Regions from separate parts of the Arachis hypogaea genome. Here region 1 is linked to region 2. A link is a contact called in public Hi-C data. All regions are on one chromosome and are shown on one strand. Each heading gives the region's core, a stretch centred on a gene start, on an enhancer-like site or on the middle of the called end of the contact. The rest is flanking DNA. Distances are from core to core; before and after follow the strand shown. Region 1 holds the start of LOC112734058 (sucrose transport protein SUC3). Region 2 has its middle 7.9 kb from the start of LOC112734056.

What was found. Hi-C and Micro-C count contacts between places; a contact is called where the count stands out from the background.
Region 1: a contact with region 2 is called in a Hi-C map of an unstated tissue, with 2.6 times the contacts expected there. The contact joins the promoter of LOC112734058 here to the enhancer-like site in region 2. A contact is called at or near these places in 2 of 8 Hi-C or Micro-C datasets (leaf and an unstated tissue).

Annotation. Positions count from the first base shown.
Region 1 is chr3:134,750,271-134,756,181 of arahy.Tifrunner.gnm2.J5K5, reverse strand. It overlaps LOC112734058 (sucrose transport protein SUC3), which reads left to right and starts at 1,450. Exons shown (of 14, transcript XM_025783242.2): 1 at 1,450-2,117; 2 at 3,032-3,097; 3 at 3,347-3,445; 4 at 3,531-3,595; 5 at 3,717-3,801; 6 at 3,898-3,931; 7 at 4,070-4,169; 8 at 4,591-4,666; 9 at 4,887-5,234; 10 at 5,373-5,516; 11 at 5,698-5,911. The coding sequence starts at 1,845.
Region 2 is chr3:134,717,743-134,723,349 of arahy.Tifrunner.gnm2.J5K5, reverse strand. No RefSeq gene overlaps it. Among protein-coding and RNA genes, the nearest start is that of LOC112734056, 7.9 kb to the left of the region's middle. Within about 2 kb of position 3,144, at least 3 of the 3 cell types and tissues checked have open chromatin away from gene starts, as enhancers often do.

The DNA.
Region 1 (5,911 bases), core at 201-2,700, 35 kb before region 2:
ACAAACTATGCACCAAGGGGTGATGCAATAGAATTGAGCCGAGTCAAACAGCGTATGCACCCACATCAGTGCTCCTTACGTGGCCTTGTTTTATTTATTCATATATTTTTTTGTTGTTTCTAATAGTCAAGCTTCCCCTTTGATTGTTATTTACTTTAAATATTATAAAAGCAGAAATTGGGACACCTTGAATGCAAGTTAGAGTGACACTTAAATTCAACTATTCAACCCTACGATCTGGAATGTTCAGATCTGTAGATCCAATGGTCCTAATTAAATCAAACATCAGATTCATATTCCAAATTTCAATGACCTCATACCCTTTGGGTAGAAAAGTTCCAGTGTAAGGGAGACCACAGATGTTGAATTTGGTTCCACGGCACTAAAATTATGTAACCCAAGTCGGTAATATAGAATAAAAAACAAAAAATGGTTGTTGATAAAAAATTGTTTAGTTTTTAAAACCGAGTGGCGAGTATTCATTGAGTAAGGATTTTTGCTATGACATTGATTAAAGACTTTAAAATAAGGAATTTAAAGAATTAATAAAAAGAGGAAAAAAAAATTAAAACCTTTTCCTGCCAAACCCAATACTTTCCCATTTCCCACTTTTAGTTTTGATTCCATTGTACCAAAAGAAAGTTAGACTGAATTGATTACCCAGCATTAGCACTCTCTTACCAAATAAGAGCAAATTATTTGACTAATTTCATAAAATTACACATGTGATTAAGATACTGTTTCATTAACTCCCCCCCCCCCCCCCCCTCTTCTTTGGGTATACCCACTATTATCATTCAATTAACCTGCTTTTGTTCAACAAAAACTATTAGTGGATATAAAAAATTAGCTTTAATATATATATATATATATATATATATATATATATTAAAATAATCAAATATATTTTTAAGTATATATATATAATCAAATATATTTTTAAGTTAGCTAAAATTGCTGCTAATTCTTTTTTTACTGCAACTTGATGAGCACTTCCTTAAGCTATAAGTTATTCAATCACGCACCGACAGTTCTTGATTCTGAATCTCATGCCTCGGAATTTATTTCTCTCTTTTACAAAAAGTGCATATTTATTGAACTTTTATTTTTATTATGGATGATGCTACATATACAAATATTTTTATAATTAAATTTAATCAAATTAGTATAAATTTAGCAGAAAAAACACACGCATATGTCAACATTTTTCTTTTTTCGTGTATTTTGCCGCATATAAATTTTTGCCAAAAACATAATAATTTATTAATATAACAAAATTTTTAAAGTATAATATAAAAAGTTTTGTATATAATACAAATTTATTGATATAATATAAAATTTTTGTATATAATATATAAATATTTACATATAACCCACAAATCTAGCACAAATTTGGCGCTTAGCTTTGCTGTTTTATTATATTCTCTCTTATATAAAAGTGAAAATTCTAAGTAGAAAATTCTACGGGTCATTGTTTCCCTTAGGAAGCAGTGAATACCAAAGCATTAGCAATTGTGCCACGTGGCAGTGAATCAGACGCCGATGTAGAATTCTTCACACTGATGCAACGTAGCAGATCTCGCTTGCACCGAGAGTATGGTAGCCTCCAACCTTGCACCTATTCTTCAACGCCTTTCCTCCTTCGCCCGCCTAATTCCCAAATTTGACTCTCTCATTCTATCTTTCAGATAAAAAAATCCAATTTCAACGATAAACCCTGGAATAGAATTCTATCCTTTTTCTCGTTTTTCTTTCGCAATTGGATCGAAGTGAATGTACACGAGCATTGTGACAAACAGATCGTGCGCATTGCGATTGGTAGCTACTGAATCGCGTTGCCGGTCATGGCGGGGAAGTCTGACGCGGTGTCGATCCGCGTTCCGTACAGGAATTTGAGGGAGGATTCCGCCGCGCATGAGGTGGAGCTGGTCGGCGTCGAGGACGTCAACCATCGCCGCCGGATCGCGCAAAACTCTCACTCTCATGATGGATCTCCGATCCCTCCTACTCCGCCCAAGAACGCCAGCTTGGTCAATCTGGTACTCAGTTGCACCGTCGCCGCCGGCGTTCAATTCGGTTGGGCCTTGCAGCTCTCTCTCCTCACTCCTTACATACAGGTTGAATTGACCTTTTTTTTTTAAATATGTTCTGATATTGTGCTTGATTTCTATCCAAAAGAAAAAAGAGGGGGGGGGGGTGGAATGTGCTTGATCGGATCCTTGTGAGTTAGATTCTGAGTTCTTTTTTTCCCTTCAATTGTTTAGAGAATGGGGGCATGTTGCTAAACCTCGGGAGGTTTTGCTTTTTGGAGTGAATGCTGACTTTGAAAAGAGTACGGGAATTGAAATTATGGGTTTTGTTTGCTGTTGCTAGAATCTAGTTGCTACGGTAGGTGATTGAGGGTTACTGGTTTTTGTTGAGAGCGGATAATGGCTGCGAGATTGTGATTTTAAACAGTAGATGAAGCTAGTTGATTTGTACGGGTCAATAAATAGATTTCTATATAGGCTTAATAGTCAGTACGGGAAAGCTTCGTTGCACTATCTTTTATTATTGTACCTGCATTCTGTAATTTGCATAGTAGGCTAAAGTATAATGCTGTTAGCTCTACCGTGTACCTATGTTATGTGCTAGTCTGATTTAAGTTCTGGGGATTTATTAAATACGCACCCGTTATTGTGATACTCTTTTCCTTTTGGGGGGGCCTTGTCTGCGGAAACTTTGTTCGACAGTTTAGCATTCACCAATCGCCACTGAAGTGGTATTTCAAAGTTGTCACACGCAGATTCTTTTGAGCTGTAAGCGGATCAATTGCAATTGGCCTCAGAGGAGTATTTCTATTATTTAGTTATTTTAGTTGCATAAGAGGTGTATCTGCTTGCATGGTTTTCTGCTTGACTTGTTTTGGATGATTATCTTTTTTTTTAATATATGCTTTTGGTATTAACTAATTTGCTGTCAATGTTTAATGTGTGTCTTTATAGCATTATATTCAGCTTTCCAATTAACTGTATACTCATTTTTGGTGCAGACGTTGGGTATAGGACATGCATTTTCTTCATTTATCTGGCTCTGTGGCCCCATTACTGGCCTTGTGGTAGGTGATATAGTCTTGCTTTATTTTTAATTTTTATATTAATTGTCTTTAAAATTCTTCTCATGCCTGTTTTTTTCTTTTGCTCCATTAAATTATATTCAAGCGTCTATGCCTTTTCACTGAATGTTTATTAACTTTATAACATATATCCATCTATGGAATATGGGTGTTGGTCTGGACAAATCTATGATTTGTTACTGGATTGATTTAATCATGCAAATAACAAATTTGTGTCACCTTTTATCACAGGTTCAACCCTGTGTTGGTATATGGAGTGATAAATGTACTTCGAAGTATGGTAGAAGGCGTCCATTCATTCTGGCAGGATCCCTTATGATTTCCTTGGCTGTAAGCATCAGTGGTCCTTATTGTTTACATCTGGGTTACTTTGACACTTAATTTCACATTAGCTAAATTATGTCTTGTAATGTAGGTGATATTAATTGGGTTTTCTGCAGACATTGGATATTTATTTGGGGATACAAGTGAGCATTGCAGGTTTCCCTTGCCATCTGTTCATTCTTGTTTACTCTTTAGTTTTACCACACTTCTGCTTTTAAAATTTCACGTCTATGAACCTACTTAAATACTAATGAATTTTATATTTTTGAAATTCTAGCACATTTAAAGGCACCCGAACAAGAGCTGCTCTTGTATTTATTCTTGGGTTCTGGATGCTGGATCTTGCCAACAACACTGTGCAGGTAAGGTCAAAGAATTAGAATGTGCTTCTTTCCGTTATCTTTATATTGATGAAAGAAAGTAAGTTTTCTTTTATGCTTTCAAATTTTAATTTGTAGGGGCCAGCTCGGGCACTTTTGGCTGATCTTTCAGGTAGAACTTGCTTATTTTACATGCTTTCTTTGTTCACGTTCTCAACAATCACAATGTGGATTCTTGATTTTCATCTTGTATTAAATACTTTCTTGATATCGACAAAACATCATGATACAATAATTTTCCTATTATTAGGTCCTGATCAACGCAATGTAGCAAATGCTATATTTTGTTCATGGATGGCAGTTGGCAATATCCTGGGATATTCTGCTGGTGCTAGTGGAAAGTGGAACAGGTGAGGCCTTGCTAATATTTCGCACAGTGCTAACATAAAACTCATTGCTCATGTTCCTTTGAGAATGGCATTTTGTCAATGATGAAATGTAGAGATAAGCCCCCTTATTCATGCAAAGGTCACTAGTCATGGCATGTAATTCTAGCAATTAAAGCCATCTAGCAGATTTCCTTATGAAATCAATTTGTTTGAAACAAGTAACAATAATTTGTTTTACATTTATATGCTGAAGAGTTATTATAGCAGAAGGGATCCTTAGGATGGCGTAGAACAACTCATGTGAAGGGTCTCTCAGAAGAATGAGGATTCTATCTTTTACAGAAGCATGCTTTGTTTACCATATTTGTATTTTGTATAGGTTTTACTTGAAGTTAATGCTTATTTTCTGCTCATTGATATTATTTGTTTCTTACCTGAGCAGATGGTTCCCTTTCCTGACAAATAGAGCTTGCTGTGAAGCCTGTGGCAATCTTAAGGCCGCATTTCTTGTTGCTGTGGTGGGTTACTATCTGATATCATTTTATATATTGTCAGATCATATAAGAATATATGACTTTCAGAGTAGTGGATATAAAGGACTAACGTGTTTGTTGTTAGGACATCATATAATAGGATGACTACACAAAACTTTTTGTACTATCATCATATCAAAATTAAATCCTTAAATCTATGTATAGTTACTTTTCACTAGTGGAATCTAATCGTCAATGTCAGCAGGTTTTCTTGACATTATGCACACTTGTCACCCTATATTTTGCTGATGAGGTTCCGCTTACTACAACTCAGCATCGTCGCTTATCAGATTCTGATCCTTTACTGGATGAACAACAAAATGGCTTTGAACTCTCAAAATCAAAGCCTTTATCAAATGACATCAATGGAAAGATAAATGAGGATCACATTGAGAAAGATGTAGAGCTAAAACATGAGAATTTGCAAGCTGGGGAAGATCATAATGAAAACTTTATGGATGGACCTGGAGCAGTATTAGTAAACTTATTGACAAGTTTAAGGCATTTGCCACCTGCAATGCACTCAGTGCTTGTTGTAATGGCTCTTACTTGGGTAGGTACTGCAGTACATACATTATATACATTTCTGCATTTCTAAAATGGTTGTGAATGTTGGTTGGCTTGTGCATATGCATCCCACTTGAGATCCTTCTTATGTTTCCTTCAACCCTTTGACCTTTGTTACTTGCAGTTGTCATGGTTTCCCTTCTTTCTGTTTGATACGGATTGGATGGGGAGGGAAGTTTATCATGGAGATCCAAAAGGGAGCTCTGCCGAAGTAGGTCTTTATGATCAAGGTGTTAGAGAAGGTGCATTTGGTTTGCTGTTGAATTCAGTAAGAACTCACAATTTGAGCATCATTTTTTTAAAGAGGGGAGAAAGAAAAGGGGAGGGGGTTTTCTGAAGAGAATTGTCACGAAGTTTTTACCAATAATGATCAGTGACTTATTATTTTAAATTAACTTTGTTTCTTCCTGTGTAATCATAAATCTTACATTGCATTTATGGCTTGATAGATTGTCCTGGGAATTAGCTCGTTTTTCATTGAACCAATGTGTAACTGGATGGGTGCAAGAATAGTATGGGCTGTTAGCAATTTTATCGTCTTTGTTTGCATGGCTGGCACTGCTGTAATTAGTCTGATTTCCATCCAAGATCACCCTGGAGGTATTCAACATGTAATTGGAGCAAGTGAAGGAATCAAGGTTGCTTCCTTGGTTGTGTTTGTTC
Region 2 (5,607 bases), core at 1,895-4,394:
TAAACAGGTTCATACATCGTACATGTAAATGTCATTCTAGTGGCAAACCAAATCCTAGAAGGAATATATTTACTTTATAGATGTATAAATTAGCTTAAATTGAAAGGAATATATTTACTTCATAATCGAAGAATTTGTGTGAGAATGATAATTTTTATACAGAAAGAAATAAATAATTTAACTCATTATATAAATGTAATACGGCATTATTTGTTTGTCTAATTTACACAACCCCAAAATATCTCTGTTTGTTTTATGTATTTACTCCTTTTTTTTTTTTTTAAACAAAGTAGCTCAACACATCAAATGGAGCGTTTGAAGAATAACAACCAAGATTAGCAATTATGAAAACGAAAACTAGGTAACACAAGAACGATAAATTTATCCTTTGTCATCTCCGGCATTGCCATCAACAACAAAAAGGATCCACACCTAACCACTCCTTGTAGTTTGTACAGCACAAATGAGAAATCTCTTCAACCCGTTTTCCTTTATGCTGGAAAATTCGTGCATTTCTTTCAAGCCAGATATTCTAAATAATCACACAGAAACACACTATCCAATTCTTACGTACCTCCTTGTTATGGGATATCTCTGTCCAACTTAGAAAATGCTCCTTCAAAGTCTCTGGGCATGTCCATTGCCTACCAACAAATGATAGCCAAGTACACCAAACCTGCCAAGAAAAATCGCATCTAAGAAACAAATGGTAATCATTTTCCACTCCTTTGTTACATAACACGCAAGCAACATCTTCCTGGTTGATAACCCCAAACCGACTCAATTTCTCCTTAGTGTTGACCTTCCCAGTCAAAACAAACCAAACAAAAAGTTCAATTCTCGGTGGCACTAGCCCCTTCCAAATTGTCCTGATAAAGCTGTAACTTGTTATATCTTCCGGCCTGCAAAACCTGAGCAAACGAGTTAGTAGAATATACTCATTGTTTATCAAATTTCCACACAACTCGATCCTCTCTGCCATTAGCAAGTTTGACCAATCGAAGTGTATCATGTAGCTGGTTCACTAAATCCAACTCCCACTAAAATAGATCCATGCACATGCAATTCACTTTCAAATTAGTGTAAAAAAAATATTAAATGATCAGTATTTTCTATATAAAAGTTTTATAAATTAATCAAGTAGGGAATATTTTTTGATATAGTAACAAAAAATTTAAATATATTTGTTTCAACTAACAAAAATGAAAAGGATAAAATTGTCCGATCCGAATATTGATCTAAAAATGTTGCGGTTCATAAACTTTTTCCATAAACTAAATCTAAAGTTCATTATGTAAAAAAAAAGAGATGATTTGATTTTCATTTTAAAACAAATATTTCAAGTTAATTATATAAGGAATTTTGTGAAATGAAGATAATGCGAAGAGAGATGAGTAACCGCTAACCTTATCCAGCAGCTAGATGCATATTTGATATTGAGATTACAGAGAATAACTAATAATAATTAATTAATAAACAACGCATGTGACAACATCTGCGGCTGCTTCGAAAGTATCGATTTCTATATTAAAGTAATTCACTGTTATGCTTATGGGATCATGTGAACCATAACGCATGAAGATTTTGTCATTTTAATTTGACAAGACTTTCTACGAAGCCAACTATATCATATAATTAATTAATTAATTAATTATATTAGGCTAAAGTTCTGTCTGGGGACATAATAATAATTAAATAACTCATCTAAAGATCGATTTAGTGGCCACGTGCTTGATGATTCCTAAGTGAAAATGTCTGATAAAGTGGTTCGGATTATTATTGTGAGAGCCATCTATTGCGCATTCCCTCATGTTTGGGGATTATATGTGACTCTTCAAATGTCAATCTGCAATCAATAATTTTGATTCATACAATTAAGTTTAGATAAAATCTTGCTTAGAGTTATTCTGTCAAAGGCCACTTTAAAAAATTATGCTAGATTTTCTTATGAAGGAACTCTTTGATGACAAGCTTATCCACATATGTATGAGGTGTAAATTTTGAACAAAATATATATACAAGGTTAGGTCATGTGGCCAACTATGCATTACGATTTATATTAATTATTATGGATATAAGTATAACCAAACTGGATTGTTACTGTTCAGATTCTGGAATAATAGAGAAATGTTATATTTTATAAGATGGGATATATGTTGAAAATAATTGTATTTCAACCTTTTATTTGGAAAGATTGTTTATTTATCATTTTCTTCTTTTAATAGAAATGTATTTAATACCATTTAATCCTTCCAGCAATAGACCGGGGTTTGACTCCTGGTAAACGTAACCCAAGTGATATTTTTTTGTTGTTCAAAGTATTTTTTGGATTGGCAAGTCCATGACTAATTTATTGCAAATTTGAGTTTTATTTAAGAGTTTGTCATCGGCCAATGAATTACTGTATACACAAGACGAAATTTAAATTTCTGACATTTATTTAAACCGATAAGTGAACTAATCACTTGACTAATCCAAATTGATTATGCAAGTGATATTTAGTGGTTAGAAATATGAAAAAAAATACGAAGGTAAATTCTTTTAAATCTTTCAAAGATTGATATGTTTCATACTTTCATTACTTTTTTTTTTCTGTTCCCGCTATGTTTATATCCTTTGTAATAAACATAATTTTGATACTAGTATTTTGTTTAACAATCAAATATGTGTTCTTTTTATTTTATTAATTTAAATATATAATTAATTAGTAACAATCATATTTTTATAGATATTAAGAATGTTTGGTATATGAATAGTGCTTTTTTTTATCTAATACTTAAAAAGATATTAAAGGGAAAATAATGAATGTGGTCATTTCACAAAAAAATGGCGAAAAACCTTTCTTTTCGTTTATAGACAATTTTTTTTCTAAATTATAATTTTTTTAAATGTTAAACTAGTCATTTATCCGATCCTTCAACTTAATTATACGAACCACATTTTATTATGAGGACACATTCGGTCAAAAACATCATAATCAAAAGAAGAAGAAAACGATCACTTTTTCTTTCTTTCTTCAGTTTTGGTCAGAAAAAGGTCGCTGGTGCTTTTTTTGCTTTTGGTCAGTAGGTCGCTGGTGATTATAAAAGGTATCAAAAACCAAAGCAACTATAAAATAAAAAAAAAACGTACAGTTTGCAGTGTGGGCTGTGATATTCATCATGGAGGGTGGCCCATTTAGCCTTTCAGCCCTCGCAGTTGGCCCAACTAAAGGTTTTGTATGGTTTATTTTCAGTGTCTCAACATGACCAAAAAACAATTTTCAGTGTCTCAACGAGAACACAAAAGCAACCAAATTACTAAATTATGGCATACTTTAAATCCACTGACACCAAGTAAGGAAGGAAGAGATTGGAAGGCAGTGTTTACGTTTTTGGACCAGCCTCCAAGTAGGCTTAAGTTTATTTTAGATGAAGATAGTCGTGGAGTTTGCTTACCTCAAACAGTAAATGTTAGATAACTTGGACCTTTGGCCTCCAGCTTACCAAAAAAAAAAAATTTAACTCCGTCAGTTATTTAAGTCCTTTGTTCTATCAACTCTAACCGAAGATAAAATGATCCCTGACTCCCTTTGTTTGGAAACGACACCTTCTCTCTTAATTTCCATAATATCTCGTATAACCCTAACATTCATAATCTTCTTTTTCACCTTTACAGTCTTTTTCTCCATCTTCTCCTTCCTCCTCTTCAGCTCCAAAATGAAGCCATGGTGTAACTGCCACGCGTGTTGCACCTATCTCAATATGTCATGAACCACACACTTTTCAAATTTCTGTGACTGATACACCCACCTCCTCTGTATTTCGCCCACCAGAAGCATCCACCTCCACGTCCTCAATAGCAGCATCACCTCCAACTCCAACAACGTCCACCACATCCTCAAGATCAAGTTCTATAACTACCCTAAGGGCACGCCTTTCTCCACTCTCCGACAATAAATATAGATTGTTGGATATTAGGACATCATGAGAAGATTCTCCTTCAACATCATATAAAAAATCTCATTTGAAATAGACCTTAAGTGTTTCATTCCTTCTCTCCCGAAGTCCAAGCTGGCAGACAGTTTCGACCTCACATTCAAGCTATCAGTACAACGAGCAATGTCACCGTCATCGCTCATATGAAAACTGAAGTGATTACGGAATATTGATTCGGAGAAGAAGATGAAGGAAGCGATCAGAGTGGTGGACAATGCGGCCATGGAGATGATAGGACAGAGGAGGAGGGAGATGGCGACGATAACAACGACGGGTCTTAACAAATCGGACTTGCTGTCTAGATTCATGGGATCCATCGAAGACGACAAGTACTTGAGATATATAGTCAATAGTTTCTTGAGTATGAATTGGTTGAGAACAAATTGATGATTTTTCGTCTTGTGAATATTGAAGTTGCAGAGTGTGCACATATAGCTTGAAGTTGCAGTGTTAGACTGTTAAGGTTATGCGAGATACGATGAAAATTAGGGGAGAACAATGTTGTTTCTGAACAGAGGGGGTCAGGGGTCATTTTATCCCATGTTAGAGTTGCCAGTAACTATTTTATCCTTCGTTAAAATTGACGGAACAAAAGACCTAAATGATTGACAAAATTAATTGTTAACGACCAATTGAGTAATTAATTTTAGTTGGAACTAAAGTGTTTGATTAAAAAATTTTAAAGACTAAAATAAATAAATACTTAAAAAAAAAAACTATTTTTTAACCAATTATTTTTTTATTTATTAAAACATTTGGCACTGCTGCACTACAAGACTTGTACTACTGACATAAATATATGCCTTGTTAGAAGGTGCATTTGGGTTGATATACAAACTTAGGAAAAATATGAATTGTAGAATGAAAAAGAAAATTAAATAAATTACGAATACATATACAAACTTAGAATTGTTGGCTACTAATTTTTTTTTCTACGGTATCTCCTAATTTGATAGGTAAAGGGCTAATTTAACATGGTACTGAACTCTATTTAAGAGTTTGTCGTTGGTGAATAGATTGCTGCATGCATAAAAAAGAATTTAAACCCCTGACACTTACTTAAGCAGACTAGTGAGCTAACCACTAGACCAACCCAACTTGATTTGTTGGCTACTAATTTTTAACCCAATCAAAGTTTATCTTTTAGTGAGTAGAAGCCTGATCATAAAATCTACAGTCGAACCTCGACACGATATTTAAATAATCTAATATTGCATTAGAAAGTAATATTGAGATTAAGAGAGCAAGAATAAGAGATAAAAACAGAGAAATAGAGATTAAATTAAGTTTTTATATTGTGTTTGAGGTATTAAAGAGATTAAATTTTGTGTCTCAAAATTAAAATTTTAATTTGAGTCTCTAATCATCAAACACAATACTCAATCCCAATTTTCAGTTTCAGTATCAATTCCACAAAACAACCGCAATCTAAATAACTATCATTTTTAACCTTCGTGTTTTTTTTAGGATAAAATATATTTTTTGTCTTTGAAGTTTATTAAAAGATTTAATTTTGTTTAAGAAGTTTTTTATTTGCATTAAATATATTCCTAACAGTTAAATTTTCAAAAAAATTAAGACGAATTCAACAATAATACATAATAACTATGTTTGATTTGCTTGTATTGAA